Linked DNA regions of Mus musculus: all the other regions are linked to region 1. A link is a contact called in public HiCAR-type, HiChIP or PLAC-seq and promoter capture Hi-C data. All regions are on one chromosome and are shown on one strand. The core of a region is the stretch at or near the end of the contact, and the rest is flanking DNA. Distances in the headings are between cores, read along the strand shown. Region 1 holds the start of Wtap (Wilms tumour 1-associating protein). Region 2 holds the start of 5830433I10Rik (a long non-coding RNA gene). Region 3 holds the start of Qk (quaking). Region 4 holds the start of Prdm9 (PR domain containing 9). Region 5 holds the start of Pdcd2 (programmed cell death 2). Region 6 holds the start of Fam120b (family with sequence similarity 120, member B). Region 7 holds the start of Dll1 (delta like canonical Notch ligand 1).

Region 1 (3,351 bases), core at 216-2,715:
CATGTGGTTGCTGGGATTTGAACTCAGGCCTTTGGAAGAGCAGTCAGTTCTCTTAACCGCTGAACCATCTCTCTCCAGACCGCATTTAAAAATGTTTTATGAATGTTTTGCACGTATATATGTGCATCACGTGCACGCCTGATGCCACCCACTGAGGTCAGAAGTGGGAAGTCAAAATTCCAGAACAAGAGTTAAGGATGGTCAAGAGCCATCATTCCGGTGCTGGAAGAGAAACTGCTGAGCCAACTCTCCAGTCCCAAAGCTCAAACATAAGCTAAAGGGAAAGAAAGGTAGAATTTGTAGTAACTGATCTGTGACTTCCACCTATCTTTCCAAACAATAAAATTAACTAAATGAAAAGGCTAGGGTAGAGCGTGAAAACGATGAAAAAGGCGTAAATAAAACGTAGAGGATTATAACATGCTCCTTGAAGCTTTAACAGGCTCACCGATCTTTACAACCAGCTTACAGTGTATTCTTAGTCCTTTGGGGTCAAATTAACTGACTTCCTCATTCTCAAACCAAGAACTGTGGGCTCGGGGAATTGCTGAACGGCAGAAGGCTGGCCTAGCGTGCATGCACAAGGCCTAGCCGCCCCCCACGCCCATAAAACATGTACACAGAGAGGAAAACTTAGGTCTTGTTCTACCGTGCACCCGCTGTCTTATGCAAAACAATTTTAAATACGGTCAAATCAGCCATACAGAAATCCAAAACTAGACTAGAAGTTCACGAAAAATTCCACTAAGCTGTCAAAAAAAAAAAAAAAAAAGAACTACTCTCACAATGCATGCACTTATGTAAAAATGGAAGTCCACAGGTGAACGTGGTTGCAAAGACAAGCTACTACGTGGTACGGAATTGTTTTTAACAAAAAAAAAACCCAAAAAACAAAACAGAATGCTTCACTTGTGCCATACAGAACTGTGGGTACCTCTGGGTCCCCGGTGACGAACCCTGGAAGGTGGGAGGGGGCGACAGAGGCGGGGAAAGGACCGGCATGGCCAGTCAGCCCCGAGAGGGCGGCCTCCGGCCTCCCCGCCTCCCCGGCCGCGGGAACGCCCGCCCTGTCCCCTGCCGTCAGGGACGGAAGTAGAATGGCCGCGAAGCGGTGCAAGGATCCCCACGGGCAGCAAACCGCTCTGCCTAACGGGAAACCTGCACGGCCGCAGGCCCGGTCGCCCTTCCGGCCCGGAGTGCATTTCCCCGGGTCTAGGGCGGCCGCGCCTCGCTCCCCGGCCCCACAGGCCCTCGTGGCCATTCCCGCTGCGGGCTGCACCTACCTTCCCAGCCCGAGGCTGCGCGGGCGCCGCCAGTCACACAGGCCGAGGCCGCGCCGCCGCCGGCCCCCCCGCGCTCCTCCCGCCGCAGCGCTGGCGAGAACCTTTATTTGCGGGTCTCGCAGCCACAAAATGGCGCTGAGGGAGGAAAGCCGGCCCTGCCGCCGGCCCCGCCCCGCCCGGACTGCGCCCCGCCCCGAGCGCGCCGCGGAGACCCCGCCCGTGGCCCACTCACCCGAGACGCGCCTCTCGGGCGCCTCCTCGGTCACCGCGCCGGGCGCCTCTGGAGAGAAGGGGCGAGGGGCGGCCGGCTCGGCCCCGCTCGGGACCTCGGGGCGCGGAGAGGCAGCGGCACTACGCCGCCGCCGCACGGAGACAGTCCGCGGAAGCCCGCACCGGCCCCGTCGGGGCTCTGCAAGCTCAGCGGGGCTGGGAAGGGAAGCGGCCGGAGAGAAGGGCGGGCCCGCGAGGTCGGAGGTCACCCGCGAGGCATCTCGGGACGACGGCCGCTGCCGGACAAGCTCGGCGGGGCCACCTGCGGCTGCTGCGCGGCCTGGGCGGAGGAATCCGAGCCGACAAGCGCGTGATTGGCTCTTCCAGGCAGTCTCACAGCTCAGGATGCTTCCGCGCATCGTGCCGGAACGGGGAGACAGCGGCTTCATGCTTAAGCGCCCCTCGTTTTAAGTTGGGGGCGGGGGAGGGGGACTTAGAAGCCGTCGCCGTTCTTGGGGCCGCCGGCTTTGCCCCGGGGCGTCTTTGGGTTTGAGTCGAGGAGCCAGGAGGCTGCGCGTGTGGGCAGACTGGAAGCCCCGGGAAGGCAGCCGGGTGAGGGTTCTGGAGTACTCTAGCAAGAACAGCGGTGCTCGGCAGTCTCTTCAGCACTTCCCAGATGGGACAGTCATATTTAGGCTTAGTCGGTTTTATGAGCCCGGTTAATCCCCAGCGTAGGTGCCCTGCCTGAGATCATTTATAAGGATACAGTTACAGTAGAGACCAGATGCCACCACTAGGTAGTTTACATCGCAGGGTCCTTGGAAAACTAAAGAAAATGGAGAAGGACGTGAACAGATGGTTCACAGATCCTTAAAATATTCCATAGAAGGAGGATCAACTTTGTTTATAATGGAAATATACATTGAAATCCTGTTTCCTGGTGAGGATGCAGACATTAATAGTTATGTGTTACTTTGGAATGAGTCCTGGCTTGAGTGAATAAAGCAAGGTGTAGAAATACATATACACATATATGTAGGCACATATCGAGAAAATGGAAGAATATTGCAGAAACTTAATAGTTACTCAAAAGAGGGTAATGGCTGTAGGAGATAAAGGTAGAAACAGCAAGACTTGTGAGTTTTCAAAACTTATGAAACGAATAGGTAAAACAAGAAAATCCCTCCAGAGTCCAAAACAAATTGAAAGGAATCAATTCAAATTAAAATTGATAGCGGAACTGAAAGATACACAAAAGAAAGAATATAGCTGCAGTGTTTGAATTTCATGCTCTGGCTCTGTGCCTACAGAGGGCTCTGTCCTAGATACCTAAGAATCACTCAGTTTCACTAAGTGATTTGTAGTTATAACATTGTTGCTATGGTTTTGAAGTTACATATATTGTAGTACAAACATTTTAATGTTACTTTCTTCAAAGATTTCTAGTGTAAAAGATAATGAGATACAAATTCAAATACCAAAGAAGTTCAGAGACACTATTTTAAATTTAAAGATTAACTTGGGGCTGGAGAGATGGCTCAGTGATTAAGAGTACTTGTTGCTCTTTCAGAGGACCTGGATTCAATTTCCAGCACCCACATCATGGCTCACAATTGTAACTCTAGTTCCAGAAGACCTGATGACCATTTCTGGTCTTGGTAGGCATATTGTGGTACAGACACATATATTTGAACACATTGTACTAGTCAGGGTTCTCTAGAGTCACAGAACTTATGGGTAGTCTCTATATAGTAAGGGAATTTGTTGATGACTTACAGTCTGTAGTCCAACTCCCAACAATGGTCAGCAGCAGCTGTGAATGGAAGTCCAAGGATCTAGCAGTTGTTCAGTCCCACAA
Region 2 (3,351 bases), core at 390-2,889, 2.7 Mb after region 1:
GATCAAAGGTGTGCGCCACCACCGCCGGGCAAAGTTTAAATTTTCATTAGAAATTTCCCAAATAGCTTAAGAATCATTTGGAGATATTATGGCAGCCAAACTCATTTGACTTCGAAGGAGAGGTCTCTACAGAAAATGCAACTTCAAAAAGTAAGTTGAAAACTTTAAAAAGTTAGACCCACAAGGTGGGTACACCAGCAATTCCTTTACTACCACTCCGGAGGCTGAGGCAGGGAGATGGAGAAGTGGAAGACCAGCCTGGCTTTGTATACTGTCTTTAAAGAATCTTTTATTTGCAGGCCAGGTAATGAAATCAGAAAGAATTTTGATTTAAAAACAAGTAAGCAAACAAAGTTCCAAATCCTTGCAAAAACAGTCAGCCTTGTGGTGATGGCACACGCCTGCCTGTAATGCCTAAACTTCGAAGGATCACCCTGAGGCCACCCTGGGCTACATAATAAAACGCTCTTTCAAAACCAAAAAGCATAATAAAAACAAAATTGAAAACCGTACATAGATTGCTACATCACCACGCTTGAAGAGATTCTGCTTCGACATACTGAGGCCTGCGGATACAGTAATGACAGTAACTGTCAACTAAGCTGCAGCACCTTAGATCCAGTTACCAACGCCCCTCCAGTTCCGATTCCGCACGGCACCCTTCCACCCGCATTCCAGGGAGCGATCTAGGCAGGCACAGTTGTAAAAGTTCTTTTATGAACCAGGCATGGGCCACCCACACACGAATCAAGGAGCGTCCTGGGAGGTCAGCAGCTCGAACTCTATTTTCTCTCTTTCACTAAAGCCCCGCCCGGGAGGAGACTTAGTCGCTGGTCGCCCAGGCAAAGATCGCAGCGGGAGGCGACTAGGTTGCCCAATAGTTCTCTAGCTGCCCGGGTGACGCAGCAGCTCCGACCGGACTCCGGACACCCGGCGCGCGCGGCCGGCCCCCACCGCAGGCAGTCCTGGGCCCCCGCTCTGGATCCCTGCGCATCCGTGCCGTGACCAGAGCGCCCATCCCCGGGAGCCCCACGAACGCCAGGGGTAGCGCCGGTTACGAGTGCGAAGGCCGAGCCTGGGCTGGACTCGGTGGCTTTCCCCGAGGGGCGTGCACCACCTCGGCGCCCCGCCCCGCCCCGCCCCGCCCCCGCGCGTCGGCGGAAAGGCCGGGCGTGCGCGCCGCCGCCGCGCGCCGGGAAGGGGAGTGAACCGAGGCGGTGACGTCGCTCGGGAGGCGGAGGCGACAGCGACCTCGGCGGCGCCGCGCGGCGGAGACGGTTGCGCTCGATCGCGGTCTTGGCGTCATGGCGGCTGCCGGCGGCCGATAAGCGGCGGGGCGGGAGCGCGGACGGAGGAGGCGCCCTCGGTACTTCCCGCTCGGCCCGGGCGCCCGGAGATGAACTGATCGTCGGACCCGCTCCCCAGCTCCGCGCGTCTCCGCCCGCTGCCTCCCCTCCCCCTCTGCCGTCCGCGGCGCGGGTCCCGCGGCCTGGGCATCCAGGATCGCGGGCCCCCGCGCGGGGCATCCTCCGCCCGAGGCGCCGGCCCGCGCCACCCTTCGCCCTGTGCCCGCCGGTAAGGACGGGTCGGCGAGGCCGGGGAGGCCGGGAGCGGGCGAGGCCCGCGAGGCCCGGCGCGGCGCCGGGGGCGTGGGAGAGCGGCCCGGCGCATCCTCAGCGGCCTGGCGGCGCTGCCCGGCGCGCGGAGGGGACCAGCACGTGGGAGCGCGGGGCGGGTGGGGGGGAGGGGGCGGTGGCCGGGCGAGCCCGGGAGGGCGCGCGGCGGGGCTGCGGGAGCGGGAGGCGGGAAGGAGGCCGCGGCGCCCGGCTGCGGGGAGAAGGTGCAGCGGCCCCGCGCGGCGCCGCCCGGCAAACTTAGCCGGGAGCCCGGCAACTGCCAGGCGGGGAAGGAGGCTGCAGAGGGAGCCCTGGCCACTTCGGGGGCTCTTATTGTTGAGACGCGGGAGCGTCCGGAGTCCGGGCGCTCGGAGGAGAACTTAGGGCCGGACGGAGAAAGGAGGCGAGGCTGGAAAGGAAGTCCAGCGGACGGGGAAAGCCATCTTGAGGGGCGAGAGGAAGGTGAAAGGGAAAGCGCCTAGGCGAGTGAACTTTCTCAGCGCAGACTTTGCGGAGAGGAGGTGGAGGACTTCGGCCGGTTTCACCGGGGCTGGAATTAATAGTTAACGTTAGGAATTACTGTTGAGTGCTGTGGATCTTAGGTGACCTGTTCTCCCAGAGGTATGGAGACTGAGCTCTGCAGGTTGGAAATCCTGATCCAGGTGCAGAGTCGGCCCCCCGGGCGGAGGTGGCAGCAGCCTGTTTGGCCCCTCTGTTCTTTGGAGTGGAAATAATCAGTTAAGTCTCTGCTGGAGTCGGAGGACAACTCTGTTGCGTCCCGAGTGTGTCTTGGTGGTACTTTCTGGCTGGGGAAGGATCTGACGTCTCCTTCCCCCGCTTCTTCCTCTCCCTCCCCTGCCAGAGATCTCCTTTGTTTATTCGTGGTTGGCTTGTAGGTGACTCTAGTGCTCTGGCGGAAATCTTGAGAGGTGGAAATATTGTCTTGCTCCCCACCCCCGTCCCCGTCGTTTGCCTTGAAAATAAGATACAGTGTGTATTCTTTGTATTGCCTTTTTATGTTTTTTTTCAAGGCGTCTTAAGTACCTTACTGGGTATATAATTTTTTTTTCCACTCTACCATTGGTTTACCTGGTAAAAACTGTCTGTTTTGACGTTTGTAGTTTTGCTAAGATCATGATAACCTTTTATTACTCTCTTTTCCGAATGAACATTTAAAAACTTTCCTTAGCTGGATATGAAGTTCTTAGTAATAGGAGTTAGTGCTTCAGTAAACATAACCCTTACCCTCTCGTCGTTTGTTTGTCGAAGTTACCGAGTAGCATTTTCTCCTCTTTGGGAGTATGTATATGTTACTTTGTTTTAGGAATCTATATAAATAGTGCTACACAGTAGTAATTAGTCTGGAAAGTTTGTTGCTCTTCTGTCAAAACAGCACTAGCAGTGGCAGGCTAAGTCCTAGCAAGCAAGAATGCACTTAATAGATGCCTAGTTCTTGTACGTGAAAGGCGTCTGGGCCTTCGAGCCACCTCTAGTCTGATGGCCTAGGTCCATTTCTGGGAGTTCTAAGTCGGGCTTACATCTTTTCCTACAGCACATATTCTTAACTGCTAATCTATTTCCCGCAGGTGACACAGAGAGAGCCCCAGGAAACCCGTGAATGTTGAAGAAAATTCATCTTTGAAATTTTGATATTCGAGGAAATCTGCATTCATACTCATCTTTTATTAATCTGAGGGGATTTTTGTTTTATTTAAAACTTCTTGATATTTACAAT
Region 3 (3,351 bases), core at 577-3,076, 2.7 Mb before region 1:
ATTTAACACTAACAAATATACCAACCCAACAATAAAAAATGCCTCTTTCGATGTGTTGCTGTTGCATGTTCATGTGTAATAGCTGAATGTTTTCTGTTTTAAATACTGCCCAAAGCTCCCCATCCAACGGAAGCTCTGAGGATGACTCTTTAATCATCTTTTAGCTCGGGAGTCTTTTGTTCTTCCCTGACATGCCAGCAGATATCCCCAGCTATCTCTAAAATTTTTCGACATTCTTCTCAAGATCCTAAAATCCATGTTCATCTGTACAACATAGTTTTCCGCTTCCTTTAAACAGTCCACTCAGAGACTTTAAAAGAGAAGACAGAAACTACTCGCTACTCGATTTAAAACAGACTTGTTGGTCCTATCCCACCCCCCAACCCCGCCCCGGGCGTCCACAGAAACCTACAGCTACTGGGAACTAACACTCCAGGTCGCTGCTATGAGTAGTTCCTAAAGGAATTCCAGAGCTGACCAGCATTAATCTCCAGTCAGTCTTCGCTCCCCACAGCGCTCCTAACTCGGCTTGTGCAAACTTCTGCTCTATTTTATCCCCGTCCTTTCAAACTTCCAGCTCCCCGCCCTGCAAACGCAGGCGGCTACGCCGGGAGCGAACCCTCCGCCCCAGTTCTTCCAAACTCGGATTCCGTTCAGGTCTGTCCTCGCGGTATTTCGTACTCCTCCCCCACCACCACCACCACAGACTAAAGAAAAAAAAAAAAGTGAAGTTAAACTCCCAAACAGTTCTCGCTTCCCCAAACAAAAGGACAAAAAGTGTTCTACTCTGTCATTTCGTCCTCGCCTTCGGCCACATAAGCACTACTTTTCTTCGGTACCCTACGTGATTCCTGGACATCTCGGGGTCCGATCGGGTACTGCGGGCCACGCAACTCTACCGAAAAGAGCCCGCTAAGCCGGGGCTCCGCGGGCCAGGCGAGGCGGAGCTCGGGGAATCGCGTGGCCCCGCCGGGCCGGCCGAGATGGCCGGGATGGCGGGGAGCCTAGCCGCCGCGCCGTCGGGAGCCGGCCGCAGCCCCGCAGCCCCGCGCGCTCCCGGGTCCGCCCTCGGGCCTGGCCCGGCCCCGGCCGGGCCGCGAGCCGCCCGCGCCGCCTTTGTGCGCCCGCCCGCCCGCCCGCCTGACCTTCCCGCCGCCCCGCCATCCCGGGCCGCCGCGCCGGGGCCGGGCGCCTCACCTTCGTCCAGCAGCCGCTCGAGGTGGTTGAAGATCCCGCAGAAGTTGGGCAGGCTGCTCATGAGCTTCTTGTCGTTCATCAGCTGCATCAAATAATCTGGGGTGGGCTTCGGCTTCTCCTTCGTTTCCATTTCCCCGACCATATTCCAGGCTCCGCAGCTCACTCCGCCCGCCGCCGCCGCCGCCGGAGGAGAGGAGGGAGGGGCGGGGGCGAGCTCCGGCCGCCGGCCGCTCGGGACGCGGCGTCCCGCTCCGCGCCGGCTCCCGCTCCGGCTCCCGCGCCGAGCCCCGGGGCGGCCGGCTCCGCGCGCCCGCCCGCCCCCCGCAGGCACTTTCGCCCGGCCCGACGCGCCGCGGCCGCCGCTCCTCGGCCGCCCGGCGCGGCTCCCCTCGCGAGGCCGGCGGCAGAGGCGGGTCTCGGGCCGAGCGCGGCGCGGGGCCGCTGCGCCGCGAGGAGCCGGGGGGCCGCTCGTCGGCCGGTCGCGCCGCCTGCGCCGGAGCTCGCGAGTCTGCGGTGCTGTCCGCCGCGGCGCTCCGCGTTACCGCCGCCGCCGCCGCCGCCGCGCTCCGACTGCGCTCCTCCTCTTCCTCCGCGGCTCTCCTCCTCCTCACTCACTTGGCGGCGGAGTTCGCCTCAGTTCAGGCGGCGCCGCCGCCCCTGGCCGCTCGGGCGGGACGGCCGGCGCAGGGCCGGGCCGCGGCGGGGAGGACGCGCGCCGGTGGCCGCCCGCGCGGGGCCGGGGTCGCGGCTGAGGGGGACGCGGGCGGCGGCGCTGGCTCGTCGGCGCGCTGTTGCTGAGGCGGCGGGCGCGGTCGGGTGCGGCGGCTGAGAGGAATCCCGGCGGGACTCTCCGCGACGCGCTGCGCTCGCCGCCGCCCGGGCCTCGCGTCCGCGCGCGTTACTATAGTTTGGGTTTTTTTTTTTTTTCTTAAACCTCTTCGTCCACCTTCCTCGCTACCCCCTCAAAAAAAAAAAAATTTTTTTTTTTTAAACGTCCTGTTGCTTCACTGGGGACTCTCGGGTGGGCGTCACGTGTCCAGACACGTAGCCGAGAGGCTGAGAGCGCGTGCGCGCGTCGAGGACTGTGACCACGCCCCTTCCGAGGGTCGCTCCGCCCCACCTGGCGGAGAGCGCGCCGTGGGGGCGGGGGGTGGGGGGGAAGCGGGCCTGGAGCGCGCCTGCGTGGGGGTGGAGCGGGACGAAGATGGCCTGCGGACGGAGGAGCGGGACCGAACCGTTCTGGCGCGGCGCCCACCTCGCGGGGCGGGAAACCCGGCCGTCGGATCGCTTGGGGTGCGAGGTGGCGGCGGACTGAGTTGGCGTGGGCGCCCACACCGCAAGTGTCTCCGGCGGTAGGGACTCCAGTGAGGTTTCCCCTGGAGCCAGCGCCACGCGTGACGGGCCTCGCGTTGCCGTGGGCTGCGAGGCGGCCCCGGACCGTGGGCGGAGACGGCACACGCGTGCGCACCCACGGGCGTGCGGGCGGGCTCTGTTCCATGCGGCGTGACGCGCGGTTCCGTTAATCCTCACCGCAGGTTCCAGTCCCTGGTGGCGGAGGCGCTGGCTCCTCAGCGGTGCGGCCCCCGCACAAGGGAGCCTGTGTGAGGAGTACATATTCGGGGAAAAAACGAAGTGGCCAACGCCTATTTTTACCTACTTGACAAAAATAAATAAATAAATGACAGGCAGAGGGCCAGGACAGGGGCTTTCTATGGCGTGTAGAGGAAGTTCTGCCGGTTACATTTGTTTCGGAAACAATGTTCCGAATTGCAGCAATGAAGTCCTGCGATTTATAGAAGCTGTCGGTCATTAAATCTGCATCATCCCTGTTTTGTTGCAAGTTCTCTATAACATGCTCCATTAAAATGTAGACAAGATTGTCAAATTAACCATTTTGAGAGTTGGCCCTGGCTATAATTTTCTGGGAATCATCTCACTGTATTTTAAATGTGTACGTAAGCAGGCTAGTTGGATTGCTTTTTTTGTTGTTGTTGTTTTAAACTTTGATTTACGCGATTTCTAAAGAGCATTTTCGAAGTTTGTGTGGTACCAACGGTATTTAAAGCAATTTTACTCTTTTCCTGGCCAGTAGCTTCTGATTATTTTATTTAAAGACTACAGTTTGGGTTGGTTTGGGTTTTGGTTTTCTAGTTG
Region 4 (3,351 bases), core at 603-3,102, 2.6 Mb after region 1:
CCTGACAAGGCAGCACTCCCATTTTGGATTTCTAGCCTCTAGAACTGTAAGAAATATATTTCTGCTTAAAAATTTAGCACATGATATTTTGTTGACAGCTCTTTAGCTACCTAATTAATGCAACGAGCACACATTTCTCCAGATATTTAAGTGGCCAACAAGCATAGAAAAAAGTGTTCAACACAATTAGTTATCAGGGAAATGAAAATTAAAGTCCCAGTGATATATCATAAGAAGTAATGGCAAGGATGAGGACAAATTGGAATGCTTGAATGACCACCTTTGATGGGAATATAAAATGGCACAGCTACCAGAAATAGTAAGTCCCTCAAAAATTAAAATAGAGCTGGGCGTGGTGGCCCATGCCTTTAATCCCAGCACTTGGGGGGCAGAGACAGGCAGATTTCTGAGTTCAAGGCCAGCCTGGTCTACAGAGTGAGTTCCAGGAAAGCCAGGGCTACACAGAGAAACCCTGTCTCAAAAAAAAAAATTAAAATAGAATTACTTTATGATTTAGATTTCTTTATGTACATATAAAGAGTGAAAATAAGATCTTGAAGAGACATTTGCACAACCATGGTCATATTTACATGATTAATAATAAGCACGCAGGCTACAGACTAGGTAAGGTGCTTATCCTAGCTACTTTGGGTTTGATATTTCTTGTTCATGCCCAGATTTGTATATATTTCATATTTATTATATTTATAAATAGCATATAGTTTTCACATATTTTAAAATGTACAGGAATAGATTCTTACTATTAATTTTGCATTGCATCTTGTTTGTTTGCTGACCCTTGATTCTGAAACACCCAGTTTTCAGAAGTTGGTTCTGAGACATTATGGAACCTAAATCTGGCTTGGTTTCCGATGGGTACTTCTAAATTCTCCTGCCCCCTCACCTCACTTCTAAACTCTCCTAGCCTCTCCTCACCTTGTTGCTTAGGTGTCCACTCTTCATCAGAATCCTCACTGTCATTTATTTGGGGTTTCATTGCTTGCCTTTGGTAACACATGAAAGCTGGTCTAGGGGCTCTGAGACCTGAAAAGCAGCAAAATATTCCTCTTAAAAAGGCCCTAGAGGATGGAACAAATGTATCACAAGGCCAGGTAGGCTCTGGGTGTGGAGATGAGATCTCTACAGGGCCAGTGCTAACATTTAGTCCTGGACACACAGACACACACACACACACACACGTTTCCTCTAAACTTGTCTCCATTGGGAACTGTACCACTGTAGATACCTGGGAAGACCCTAACATAACATGGGAACATGGGAACTGAGATTTTATTTTTTTAATCTAGACTGGTTCAACCGAAGACTTCTTGTTACCTATTGAAATCAGCATTTTATAGTTCCTTTTCACATTTCTATAGCGAATTTTCTCCCACTCTCCCATCTCTGCCCATTCTTCTTTGGAGAAGTATATGGAAATGTCTTTGAATTCATCTTTGACCTGGGGGAAAAAAAATAAAAACAAAAAACGGAACATGCTGGGCCGGGCTTGGGACCCTGGAATGTGGTCTCAGTGACCAAGGTTATCCTCCCATTCCCAGAACCTTCTTTAAGCAAACACTGGATGTTCATGCTGACAGAGCAGTTGCTAATGAGCCTTTCCTCTCTCACATATCGGGACCCACCTTCTTGTCATAGGAAAAATCAATATGGTATTGGTACTCAAGGCTGTTTGCCTCTGCCCACCCCATGATCCTCCTGACTCAAGGATAACTTCGTACTACCTTGGGTTTCCACTCGAATTTCCCTGTATCTTCTTCAGGACTATTTTCTTCCAGCTTGTTGGTGTTCATGGTGCAGGACATTTCACTGGAGAGGTCCAGGGTCCTATGGTCCTATGGATGAAGAGGTAACTAAGGGCCTTAGGCGATCAGAGATGCCCACCAGCACATGGGAAGGAGCTAGGGGCTGGGAATCCATGCAGCCAACACAGGCAGCTTCTTCGGACTCCGAGGTCTAGTACTCTGGTGCAGGAGCAAGGATTCTGGACTGAGCCCTAAACCTAGGCACCGACCCTCCGTCCGGGTCAGGACCTGCGACAGCAAGGAAGGAAGATTCCTCCCGCCAACCGGTGTCCCCCCCCACCCCATTCCCACTTGCTCTTCATCTGGACCAAGGAGTCAGCCAGGGTCTGAAAGATGTTTTCAGGTAAATGGATTCGGGAATCCCGAGTACAAGGGATTGAAGTCCCTCTGGTGAAAATGTAGGAACGCTCTGGCTGAGATTTTAACTTTGGGGACCTCGGGCTGAGGAGTGGGGTGCATCAGATTGAAGGAATTGGGTTCGTAGGCTAGAGGAGTCTTTCAGGCTGTGAAATAAGGTTTGGAGACTCGCAGTCTGACGAGATTTGACGATTATGTCACGAAGAGTTGGGATTTGTCACGTCGGAGGTATTTAGGGTCCTGCGGGACGAGAGCATTTAGGATCTCTGGAAGCCAATCTGGAGTGACAGACAGGTCCTCGAGACCGAGGGCGTCTGGGGTCTTTGGGGCTTAGGAGAGTCTCTACGCTGAGAGTCCAGGTTTCCTGTCTGGAAACTTAGTCTCTCTGAGGCGAGCTACCCAGGTTCCTCAGGCAGAGGCTGGGTTGGTTCCGCACAAGTGCATTTGGGACCTCACTCAGCCAAAGGGCGTTTGGAGTTCCCGAGAAGCTGAGGTGACCGGGTGTGTGCGTGTGAGCGCGCGCGCGCGTGTCACGCTGAGGGGGTCCGAATCTAATTTAGGGGATATGGGGTCTCACGGGCTGAGCCTAGAAAGCCTCGCTGGTCCTGAAGGTTTCGCCTGCACTCATGGTCCAGAATCCCGCGGCTCTGAGGCCACCGCCGGCGTTCGTCCCTCTGAGGAGTTCCGAGGCTGACTGACAGGAGAATCCGCCAATTGACAGACAGCTGGCTGAGGGGCGGGAACAAGAAAAGCGGAGGGCGGAGCTCTGCCTGTCAGTCAGGGTGCAATTCCTGCCCGTGGCTTTCTCCAGGCTGCCCCTCCCCTCGCTGGGATTGCCAGGCCCCTGCACGAATCAGGTAGTGGCCAGCGCGCAGGCGCACACTTGTTCTCTGTGCGGCGTCCGTTCCTTCAGACTCCTCTTTTTCAATGTGGCAGGCTGTGTTACCTGACCTGTGTCCTGTCTACTAAAGGTCTTAAAACCATGGAGCAGAGCTTTAAGTGCTTAGGTCTGCTCTAGAGTGGGGTTTCAGTCAATCTCCAATTGGAGCTGGGCACCGGGAAGCCGGGGATGAGGGTGGGACCGGAAGTCCAGCTTTGGCAGGCATACCCTGAGCTCACGTCTCGCCTGAGATAAGTAGCTTAATCAAATAGATAGACAAAATCAAAACAA
Region 5 (3,351 bases), core at 416-2,915, 2.5 Mb after region 1:
TCAGTAGACAGGCTCTTACTATGTTGCCTAGATTGCCCTCTAACTCCAAATCCTCCTGCAGCTGGCACTCGAGTGCCAGGACCACAGATAGGCACCACCACTACGAGCTGAGTAACAACTGTTAGCACTTGCTTGTTCTTAAGTATTAGATATTATACACAATACCTAACACTAAAGATCTGTTTACACCAACAAAAGCATGAATAAAGTGGAGAGATACAGTCTACAAAGACACTGAACAATTAAGAATTCATTATTCGGATCAGGGATGCATGAATGTGATTGTAACGCTTTTTGCATGACCACGGTTAACTACTCTTAATAATACTACCTGTTAATAAAGCTGGTTGTACTAACCAGTACCCCAGAGCTCGTGTCTCTAGCTGCATATGTAGCAGAAGATGGCCTAGTCGGCCATTACTGGGAAGAGAGGCCCCTTGGTCTTGCAAACTTTATATGCCCCAGTACAGGGGAACACCAGGGCCAAGAATCAGGAGTGGGTGGGTAAGGGAGCAGGGCTGGGGGGGGGGGGGGGGGTATAGGGAACTTTCGGGATAGCATTTGAAATGTATATAAAGAAAATATCTAATAAAAAAATAAAGCTGGTTGTGTTTTAGATTAGCGAAGTGTTCATGTTACCAGTTCCTAAAACTTTTAAAGTATGTTTTCTAATTTCAAGTTTAACCAGAAACTGGAGTACCTCAGTTGACAGAGACGGTAAGGCTAAGTTGTCTTACCTGACTGTGTACAAGCCTGCTTGTGTCCCAGCCGCCAGTCTAATGTCTGATGCTCCTTGCTGCAGTAATGTGCCTGTTTGCACCTAGAGCATGTCATAGGGGCCAAGCAACCACAAACCCGACAGAGATGGGCTCCAGACTTGAGCTGGAGGCACACACATTCCGTACCCAAAGCTTCTGTTTCAGAAGGGGGCTCATAGGAGTAGAATGCGTTGTTCCTTGGTAGCTGATTACGAAAAACTGAAATGAAGAGGAGAAAGGGGTACGTGAGATTATCTTTCCGTGAAACAAAATAATTGAAACATTTGAACCGTTTTCGGTGCTTCACCTCATAAAACCTCATTTAAGGAAAACCTAAGGTTTTTGCTTTCGGGGTGGGGGGGCGGTTTTTATATGAAAGGGAATAAAAATAAAAGCTAAAGAGCTTTTAAACCCGGGAAGAGTTCCGTCTGACAAGAGAAATTGGCTTTAAGGAGTCCGTGCCCAGGATGAAAGGGACACGATTCTAAGACAATTCCGGTACCTGAATACAACCACTCGCGCCAACCGATCGTCCTACGTCCAGGGTTCAGCCCCCGTGGCAACCCTCGCCCGGGTCCTGTCCCGGCGGCCGCTCACCTCGCAGGCCGGCGCAGCACGGCGGCTCGCGACAGCAGAAGAGAAAGAGGCTGCGGTGGAAGGCGTCGTCCCGGCCCGGCAGCGGTGCGTACACCTGCAGCAGGAAGGCGAGCGGGCGGCCGCAGCGCGCACACGCCAGCGCCCCGGGCCCCGGCAGCTCCGCCAAGCCCAACCACGCGGGCCGCCCGCCCACTTTGCTGGGAAACTGCTCGCTGCGCAGCCTCCAGGCCGGTGCCTCCTCGGCGAAGCCCAACTCCACAGGACCAGGGGCGGCTGCAGCCATGCTCGCAGCAGGACTCTGCCACCAGGCCGGAAGAGGGCGGTCACGTGTTAGGCCGGAAGGCGGGAGGCGGGGTCAGATCTCGAGCTGGGACCGGACTGGAGGTAACCCTATAGGCAGGAAGCAAAAGTGAATAAAGGACGCTGGTGAGCAAGACTACCTCCATCGAACTGTCACTGTTTCTGGGGATCCGAAGGCCGGAAGCTCTTCAGACCTCTGAGATTAGGGTGTCGGTTGTAGATCCTCAGGTTGGAGTGAGGGAAGTGGGGGCATTCTCAGCACTCGGGGACAAAAGACAAACTTTAATTAGTTCGCAGCTGTAGCCTTTCGCTATTGGGTAAGAGACTCAGCCCGGATCAGAAACATTTCATGGTTTATGCCGTTAGATATTGTCATAATCTTTGTGATTATCTTAGAGTGGTCTTTTAAAATCTCTGCTTCAAAAGAGGTTTTTCCCGGAGCTGAGCAAGTTTTACAGAAGCTGAATTTTCAGATTTTTATTATGACAGTTTCTCTAGCAAATGGAACTTGCTAAGTGGATATTGGTGGTGGTCACTTCTTAAGGGAGAACAAATGCGTGCTTCCTTTGGAAGAGAAAGGGGCAAGTAGGCTTCCCAAAGCAGAAGTTAGCAGTTTAGGTTATTCTGTTATCTCAGAACAGAGAGTTTCTTATTCTCTTATCTTAGTTTTATGAAACTGAATACATCCTAAGTAATGTCGCCAATCATAATTAATGTTGAAGTTTGCTATTTTTATCTTCTCTTTCAAAGGGAGGCTCTGTTCTCCTGTGGAAGAATTGAGGTTGGGGGCGAACCCACACAGACCCTTGAAACCTGTCCTCATGCAGTTAAAGGATGTTCAAAACTGGGGTGGAGGAGAAAGATGACCGGATACAGTTGAGGAGGAGCACTCGAAACAAACGTAAATCATAGCGCTCTGCTTCACACAGTTGGGTGCTCCCATACTCGCTGCCCTGTGTGTTGGATTTAGACAGGAAGCAAGATGTAAAGACAAAACAACAGTGGGTTTTTTGGCTAGTGTAAACAAGAATTCCTGGAAAGGAGCTGTCTACAAAGTCTGGTTAACTAATAAAACTTTTTGACTTTGAAGAGTTTAGAATCTTTAGAAATGGTACTATTTCTCTTGGGTTGTCTTTAGCCCCTTAAAGATACCTTAGTGGCCGCTTTTGTGTCAGACCTAACACCTTGATAAACAGATAAAGACTATTGGACTGTATTAACAAAATGCTATTCTCCACCAATCAAAAGGCTAACAATGCTATCAGATGGTGTCTCAGGTCTGTACTGAGATTCCTCTGTAACTACTTAATGTTTCCACAAATGCATTCATTGTTAAAATACCTTGATTTCAAATTTCCTTTTTGTTCTGTTACTATAAAAACTCCATGAAAGTGCTTCCACACTGGAACATATAGTACTTGGGAAGACATGAATATATGTTCCCGGGCTACGATCATTCAAATTTGGCTCCGAATGAACTTTTAACTCCCTTTGAGGTGAGAGCTGTAGTTTTTGCGTCAATATTCGTAATGGAACTGAATGAAGTGGGTTCCCATCTTGGTTCGTGCAGAGCCAAATAAAGCCCACCCAAGACAGAAGAGTGAGCACATCAGTGGCCTTGCTGAACAACACAATCAAGTAGATTTTATTTATGTGAAATAGGAGGCTTCATTCCTGAGGAGTTTAGAGGGGTCAG
Region 6 (3,351 bases), core at 372-2,871, 2.4 Mb after region 1:
TGCTCCAGTCACATTTCCTCACTGGGAAGGTGGCTGACTCTGTAGTCATGATGTTATAACACAGGGACAGAAAAGTAACTAAAATACTGAGACACTACCCCAAGACAGGCAGGGATGAAGGCTGAATTGGGAGCCATTGTATGGTTTTCGCCATTCCCAAACCTTCTAAGACTGAATGATATTGCTGCCACCCCTGAAGACCTGAGGCACTATAAGGGTGGTGGCAGTTGCAGGTTTAGTCTCACCTTTTGTGGAGACTTGAGACTTGTCAATCAAGTAGCTGCCCCTGAAGGTTCCTCAGCCTGTTGTCAGGGCAACTGTAATGATTACTGCTCTATTCTAGCTACCAATGTCCAGAGAAGACTTCACGGCAACTGTAGATGCCACAGAGACTTTGTTTCAGTCAGGGGAACCATTACAATCAACCACCACCCAGCAGTTTCATGGCCTTGGGAAACTGACCATGACACCTTGAGATGGCTCTTAGATCACCCTACTCAGTGACCCCAGCCCAATGGCAGTATACAGGAGAAAGTTTTTTGTTGTGGTTGTTTGCTTTGCTTTGTTTTTCTGCAAGTTGCCCCTGTGCTGCCAATAAAATTTACTCCAAGTGGTACTGATGCCTCCTTGTAGTCTTGATCCCGGGTAGGGTAGCTTGCGTCGGTTGCATAAAGAACAGGTACAGCACCCAACAGAAACCAATAGAGGGCTGTTGTAGAGGCCATGGAGTGCTAAGACTGTGAAGGACTACGGGAGTGTTGGGAAAGTATAGCATAGAGGAGAACAGAAACTGCAAAAGATAAAACACTACTGAATGCAAGCGCCAGCTGCTCTAAAGAGTCCCAGAAAGTCACCGAGTTGCTACCTCTGGCAGCTGAGGACGCATCCTGGAGCTGTAAAGCTAAAGGCAGAGAACCCCTCTACCATAAGGCTAGCACAAGCTGTGACTCAACAGCTAAAACTGTAATCTTGAGATCCAAATGTTTCCAGCACCCCAAGTTGGGGGCTACCGACACAAAGGATGCTTTAGCTTATTGGAGATTTCCATCCAAAATACTAGACAGCCTGAATGTAGCCCACAAGGATGGCCACTTCACCCAATAAAATGACCAGCATTATTGCCTATGACAACTCTGTAAGTGGACTCTCGGCCCTTGATGCTCCTTGTCCAAGCTGTGCCGCCTTTCAGTACTGGTACTCCTAAGGGGATTCAAGACCAAACCAGGATCCTCGCAGCTTCCCATACTCTGCGTGGTTGCAAGCTGTGGTCTGTGGCATTTAAAAGGGTTTCCAGTGACTATCCGCTGCAGCCTGTGTGCGTGCATTACCGGAGCAAGGCACCCAGTGCTAGTGCAGGCTGCCACTCAGCCTGAAGACTTAGCCTATGGGACAAACACACTTTTCCCAGTCCGGCTATCCAGCGGCGTGCAGGCGTCCTAGGCTATTCCCCGGTTGCTAGGCAACGGGTTAAAGCTTCCTTCTTCCTGGGTGCCACCCACTTCGCCTCCCGCTCTAGCGCTTGCGTACTACATCCCTTTCGTCTCTTCGTCCTTTACTTCCAGTTATATAAGCACAAGCTTCACTTTGTCTAACCAGACACTTCTCCGGGCGGAAGTTCAATAACGGAAGCGGAAGTGAGCACGCCGTAGACTGTGGGTCTGAAATCTGGTTGACGCAGTCTGCGGCCACTGCTGAGCTTTGGGTAGGCCAGGCTGGGGAATCGGCCCTGGATCTCTGCTGTCGCATCTCCCTACCCCAGACTCCTTCCAGCATCAAGTCCACTATCCTCGCCGTGGCCACGCCCCTCCGCATCCTGGCTTCTCTGCGTCCTGGCTGTTCCTCCCTGGGTGGAGGGGAGAGGCAGCCATCCACTTGCAGGTGGAGCGGGGTGGAGACTCTTCCTGAGCCCAGCTGCAGGACACTGAGGACCAGCGAGGTAGACTCTCAGACTCTGGTAGCGGCTGGGGAGGGAAGAACTGGTAACTGGAAACCAGGTTGGGAGGTTGTAGGACCTTAAGTGATGGAGAGGCGAAGGGGCTGGGCCTCAGCTGTGTTGAGTTCCTCTGGGGAGGGGACCATCCGTTTGATTTCGGCCTACATATGCTCTCAGATCTTTCCACCTTAGGGACTTGCTGTTACCCACGTCCAATGTCTCTCATCATTTTCCCTATCTCCCATCCATTAGAGGATAGCTCCTGACCTCGACTGACATTAGGTTAGTGTACGAACGCCTGGCTACTTTTTTCTTTACCTGTTTTTGAAAGGCACCAGCAACTGATGCGTTATTTCTCTTGCCCCCACCTTGACTATAGCACCTCCCAGTTTAAAAAAAATATCTGTTCAGCCAGTCTTCCAGACGTTTATATCTGTGAACACCTTTGGCCCCCCCCAAAAAACTTACGTGGAGAGCATTTGAAATCATTTATTTTCCACACTCAAAGACTCTACTCTTATCTCTGAACTGGAGTCTGGATATATTTATGGAACTGATAATGAAAAGTTCACGAATCCAAGCTTTGGCTTCGGAGTCCTTGATTTCAGTGTACTGTGAATACAACACCCCTCTGTTCATAATTATAGAGCCTTTACAACTTGCTATTTATCTTATGTTGCTGCTTTGCAAGTGTTCTTGTCCCAGTTTTCCCCTCCCCATTTCCACCATCTTCAAGGTGTGCTTGGTATTTGAAAGAAAGGCCTGGTCATTGGGTAGAGCATTGTAACTTCTGTGTTGCAGATACTAAACTAATTTCATTTACTTTCTGAGTTGACTCCACCTTGGTAAGAAGGATGCATTCCACATAATGCTATCAATTGTTGCTACAGAACTTAATACCAAGTATAAATAGTTTTAATTTTATTGTTAGGCATTATTTCTCTCCATCGCTCTCTCTGGCTATAATGGGAGTCTATAAACTGTGAATTGGTTCTTGATCTCACTTAATACATCCATCTGCCCCTGGTTTTATTCATTTATTTTTTCCAAATAAGCATTGATCCTAGCGTATGGGAGACATTTCAGGGTAGAAAAGCCCACCCTACTGCTTGGAATTCTCAGAGCTCTCAGGCTGTATTTTGAGCAGCCTACAAGGACGACTATGTTGTAGGAGTAGGAGTGAGCTATTTGGAGAGTTTCCTTGTCTCAGCATCTATTTACTTCTTATATGCCTATTAAGACTTAACCTGTTGTCTAGCTGTAAAATTCCTAATTTATTTGTATGTTGGTTTTTTTTTTTTCAGTCATCTTGTAATAACTCCTTTAGGGAACAAAGAACTTCATTACATGCTTTTAGCAATAAAGAAAAACAATAATAACTTAATATCCACAGCTGTCTTTTGGTGATTGATTGATTG
Region 7 (3,351 bases), core at 492-2,991, 2.4 Mb after region 1:
GTACAGAGGCTCTCAGATCTCTGTGTTGTGCCAATGAAGGTCAACTCCTATCACTTTCCTTAATTAGAAGAATTTTAAAGAGTGTCCCCCCCCACACACACACCGTGTGTGGGTTTGGTTTTTTAAAAACATGTTAATACAGGAAATTGTATTTTAAAAAGGGGGGAGAGTACTTGATGGAGCAAGGTGGGGTGCAGGAAGAGGAGAGGGCAGCTGTCATTTGTTTTCTGGGGGTGGAACCTCGAGGATGGAGAGCAGCCCCAGCACTGGTAGCAACCCAACCAAGGCCTAAGAGCTAGGGGACAAGAACTCTCCCAACTTTGGGGGTAGGGGAGGGAAGCATTCGACCTTTCAGGTAAGTAGGAGGTGTGTGAGAAATGCCCAGGGCTTGCAAAAGCCTCTGGGGTTCCACACCCCCTCCTCAACTGCCAGTCAGTTCCCAGTAAGAAGTCAAGACCTCAGGCGTGTCTTTGTGGGATTCCCCAACCCTTATCAGTGGCCCTTGCCTTCTTCCCACTGCCAACCACCAACCAGCCACCCCTACCCCTCCAGACCCAGCCGAGTGCGCGCAGGTGCCCACTCACTGGCCAGGTGAAGCCGAAGGGGAATCGGATGGGGTTGCTGAAGGCGGGGTCGATGCCTGCGCCATCAGGCAGGCTGAAGGAGTCGACACCCAGCACTGGCGTGACAGCACTGCCGTAGGTGCAGGGTGGCTCCGGTGACACGCTGGCCTGGTAGTGCTTGAGGCATACGCGAAAGAAGGTCCTGCAGGCGCAAGGCGGGCCAGAGCCCCCGCGGCAGCAGTTGCGGTTCCCCAGCAGCCCCTTCTTGTTGACGAACTCCTGCAGCTTCAGCTCAAATACGCCGGAGCTCCAGACCTGCGCGGGGAAGGGGCGTGAGGTCGCGCCGGCGGCGGAGGGACCCGGGGGCGCGCGGGCCCTTGCTAGGACGCAGAGGCCGAGCGCACCTCAGCGCCCATCCGGAGCTGCCCGCTGCCGGGCAGCTCTCGGGGTCGTCGCTGCCGGAGTCACTTGGGGATGGACAGCTGATCGGCTGGTCCGACTCCCCTCCCTCCACCGCGCAGCAGCCCCGCCCGGCCCCCTACCTGGCACAGCAGGGCAGAGACCACGGCAAGGGCTAGCGCGCTCCGACGGCCCATGGTACCGCTGGACGCCCTTGCTCTCCTAGAGTATCCTCTTTTCTTTCTTCTTCAAAGACCCAGGGATGCCAGGAAAGTCTATATGACCCGAGGAGTACTGGCGGAAAGGCGTCTCTCGGCTCCAGGTGTGCTATCAGGGCCAGGTCGCTTCAGGAGGGTGCGGTGCCTTCAGCTAGGTCCCCGGCAAGAGCTCTACGAGGCACTGAGAAAGGACAACTTTCGGTTTCCTCTTCGTCTGGCTTTCAGTCCACGGAGAGGTGAGTGTCTCCTGCTTTCTGGTTTTGTCTTAAGCTTCTTCGCGGAGGGAAAGAGGAGAAAGGAGATAAGACACAGAGGGAAGAGAGCCCAGATGTTCAGCTTAATTCCCAAGAGAGCTTGCAGTGGCTTCCTTCGCAGGCCTATTAGGAAGCGGCGGTCTGGAAATCCCACCGGTGAGGCGATAATCCGGGGCCCCGAGGGGCGCGGTGGGAACGGTGGTGGCAAGGACTGCGGCGCGCGCCCTGGTTTCCCGGCCCGGCGTCACTCGGCAGCCGCTGCCGCTCCCAGAGTGTTCTAGACCGGTATCTCTTGCACTATCGCCAAGCCTCGCGTCTTCCTCAAGAATTCAGCCAATGCCATGCGAGAACACACACCGAGGACCGGAGGCCGAAGCGTGGGAGGCTCCGTGCCGCACCGGTGCTCTCCCGTGACCTGCCCTGGTCAGACAGGGTAACCGCGGGTGCACGCCGGAGGATCTGGCCCGGGCTGGCGCCTGCCACCCTTAAATCCTGCCGGCCGCTCGCATAACTAATGAGATGCAAATGAGCAGCCCCCCAATCTGGCGAGAGCTGTCACAAAGGAGCCACTTTTCCAAACCCTCCTCTCAATGGATCGCCAAATGGTCAGTGAGCTGTAAAATGTGCAACCCTCCTCCCCGCCCCCCACCTCCCCGCCCCCTAGTCCTCTCTGCCTCCGCCCTCGCCCCTTCGCCTCCCTCCCCCAGCGCAAAACCCGCTCATTTACATTCCTGCAAAACGTTCCCGGAGACGAACCGCTCTGCTCCCGGAGCTGGAGCTGAGGCCGCGTCGCCCACCGCCCCACCGCCACAGGCCCGAAGACCCTAGGCACGCTGGGCGGCCTGAGCCTCCCACTCGCGGTCACCGCTAGACTCGCTCGCAGGACGCGGCCTCCGGACCTTGGCGTTTCCAACACTAGCCGCCTAGGCTCTCCTCGTTTGTTCAGTCCTAGGGACTGAGGAACCGGGGAGAGGTTAGAGGCCCGCGTCCCTGCTGCTGCCCCTCCTCCCTGGCAGCCTCTTTCTAAGGAGGAGTCTCCCGGAGGGGGCGGGGGCGGGGTGCCCGGTAGGAAAGGGACCCTTGAAGAGGTGGGCAAAGGGTGGCAAGAGCACCCCGGCAGTTTGGGAAGTTTGGGGAGGTTAGGCACGCTTATACCTCTGGTGAAGCCTGGCGATTGAGCCTCGGAGAGTGCCGATGGGCTAGCGATCCGGGCCGGACACCCCCAGACACCGCAGTGTCCCGGAGCGCTGCTGTCTCCGTGTTGTCCACGATCACTGGAAATGGGGAATTGGGGTCCGGATAGTGTATTCCCTGAGCCAGCAGAGCCAAAAGCTAAGCTTACCCCTTTCCCGGTGTACACACCCTCTCCCGGGAGATTTTCAACCAACACCACCTTCACTGGTGTCCGGTCCCACTCTCCTGGGTATTCCCCTCAGGCCTCCCTCTGCTTGGTAAAAAGTGAGTTTGGTGTGTGTCGTTCGCGTGGCTGTCATTAAGGCAGTCTGTTATTGTGCGAGGCTGAATCAGTGGCTCTTTGTGCGCTCAGCTGTATGGTAATGCAGACAGCACCTGCTCTCTGCACAATGCGGAGAGAAAGAGCTCCCCTCCGCGCACGCCGCGGCCTCTGCGACAATGTCCGGCACATGTTTGAAAGACTCCCCCCACCTCACCCCCCAACACATAACCTTTACACAACCGTCACCTTATTAGGTTTTTACACATCCATCAGACACTAGAACTTTTGTTTTCTTTTTTTTCTTTTTTTTTTTTTAAGGGAAATGAGTTTATTGGGAGGGCCCAGGACACACGTATCACAATGAATTACCTAAACGGCTCCCCTGGTTACAAGCTCCAGAGAAAAGTAAATGGAGATATAGTCTCTGACTTAGCACCTAGCTTTGTGTTGAGCATGCCATG

Evidence for each region. Promoter capture Hi-C pulls out the DNA fragments that hold promoters and counts their contacts. HiCAR-type assays count read pairs that join an accessible place to other places. HiChIP or PLAC-seq counts read pairs in DNA pulled down with a chosen protein or histone mark.
Region 2: an H3K27ac HiChIP or PLAC-seq map of thymic regulatory T cells shows a contact between it and region 1, with 10 times the contacts expected there. The contact joins the promoter of 5830433I10Rik here to the promoter of Wtap in region 1. A contact is called at or near these places in 2 of 39 promoter capture datasets (liver and pre-B cells), 4 of 115 datasets of contacts at active chromatin or transcription factors (astrocytes, cardiomyocytes, large pre-B cells and 1 more) and 2 of 9 other capture datasets (adipose tissue and liver).
Region 3: an H3K27ac HiChIP or PLAC-seq map of embryonic stem cells shows a contact between it and region 1, with 5 times the contacts expected there. The contact joins the promoter of Qk here to the promoter of Wtap in region 1. A contact is called at or near these places in 6 of 39 promoter capture datasets (the HPC-7 cell line, hematopoietic stem and progenitor cells, liver and 2 more), 1 of 484 Hi-C or Micro-C datasets (CD4 T cells), 1 of 115 datasets of contacts at active chromatin or transcription factors (embryonic stem cells) and 2 of 9 other capture datasets (liver and pancreatic islet).
Region 4: a HiCAR-type map of astrocytes shows a contact between it and region 1, with 4 times the contacts expected there. The contact joins the promoter of Prdm9 here to the promoter of Wtap in region 1. A contact is called at or near these places in 2 of 115 datasets of contacts at active chromatin or transcription factors (astrocytes and large pre-B cells).
Region 5: a contact with region 1 is called in a promoter capture Hi-C map of hippocampal neurons, with 19 times the contacts expected there. The contact joins the promoter of Pdcd2 here to the promoter of Wtap in region 1. A contact is called at or near these places in 4 of 39 promoter capture datasets (cranial neural crest, hippocampal neurons, liver and 1 more), 2 of 115 datasets of contacts at active chromatin or transcription factors (astrocytes and large pre-B cells) and 2 of 9 other capture datasets (adipose tissue and liver).
Region 6: a promoter capture Hi-C map of pre-B cells shows a contact between it and region 1, with 4 times the contacts expected there. The contact joins the promoter of Fam120b here to the promoter of Wtap in region 1. A contact is called at or near these places in 4 of 39 promoter capture datasets (the C10 cell line, hippocampal neurons, liver and 1 more), 1 of 484 Hi-C or Micro-C datasets (B cells), 1 of 115 datasets of contacts at active chromatin or transcription factors (pro-B cells) and 2 of 9 other capture datasets (adipose tissue and liver).
Region 7: a contact with region 1 is called in a promoter capture Hi-C map of pre-B cells. The contact joins the promoter of Dll1 here to the promoter of Wtap in region 1. A contact is called at or near these places in 3 of 39 promoter capture datasets (cranial neural crest, liver and pre-B cells).

Annotation. Positions count from the first base shown.
Region 1 is chr17:12,990,794-12,994,144 of GRCm38.p6, forward strand. Wtap (Wilms tumour 1-associating protein) reads right to left here and starts at 1,466. Exons shown (of 8, transcript NM_001113533.1): 1 at 1,284-1,466.
Region 2 is chr17:15,703,738-15,707,088 of GRCm38.p6, forward strand. It overlaps 5830433I10Rik (a long non-coding RNA gene), which reads right to left and starts at 1,640. Exons shown (of 2, transcript XR_001782213.2): 1 at 577-1,640. It overlaps Chd1 (chromodomain helicase DNA binding protein 1), which reads left to right and starts at 1,230. Exons shown (of 36, transcript NM_007690.3): 1 at 1,230-1,575; 2 at 3,203-3,351. The coding sequence starts at 3,350.
Region 3 is chr17:10,317,535-10,320,885 of GRCm38.p6, forward strand. It overlaps Qk (quaking), which reads right to left and starts at 1,827. Exons shown (of 8, transcript NM_001159517.1): 1 at 1,198-1,827. The coding sequence starts at 1,339. Gm46608 reads right to left here. Exons shown (of 1, transcript XM_017317774.2): 1 at 2,117-3,351. The coding sequence starts at 2,811. The coding sequence ends at 2,185. Cahm (colon adenocarcinoma hypermethylated RNA) reads left to right here and starts at 2,385. Exons shown (of 1, transcript NR_037588.1): 1 at 2,385-3,351.
Region 4 is chr17:15,561,479-15,564,829 of GRCm38.p6, forward strand. Prdm9 (PR domain containing 9) reads right to left here and starts at 1,853. Exons shown (of 10, transcript NM_144809.3): 1 at 1,743-1,853; 2 at 1,336-1,459; 3 at 937-1,044. The coding sequence starts at 1,811.
Region 5 is chr17:15,525,636-15,528,986 of GRCm38.p6, forward strand. It overlaps Pdcd2 (programmed cell death 2), which reads right to left and starts at 1,666. Exons shown (of 6, transcript NM_008799.2): 1 at 1,356-1,666; 2 at 738-977. The coding sequence starts at 1,638.
Region 6 is chr17:15,394,625-15,397,975 of GRCm38.p6, forward strand. Fam120b (family with sequence similarity 120, member B) reads left to right here and starts at 1,622. Exons shown (of 11, transcript NM_024203.3): 1 at 1,622-1,936.
Region 7 is chr17:15,374,082-15,377,432 of GRCm38.p6, forward strand. Dll1 (delta like canonical Notch ligand 1) reads right to left here and starts at 1,742. Exons shown (of 11, transcript NM_007865.3): 1 at 1,106-1,742; 2 at 585-878. The coding sequence starts at 1,159.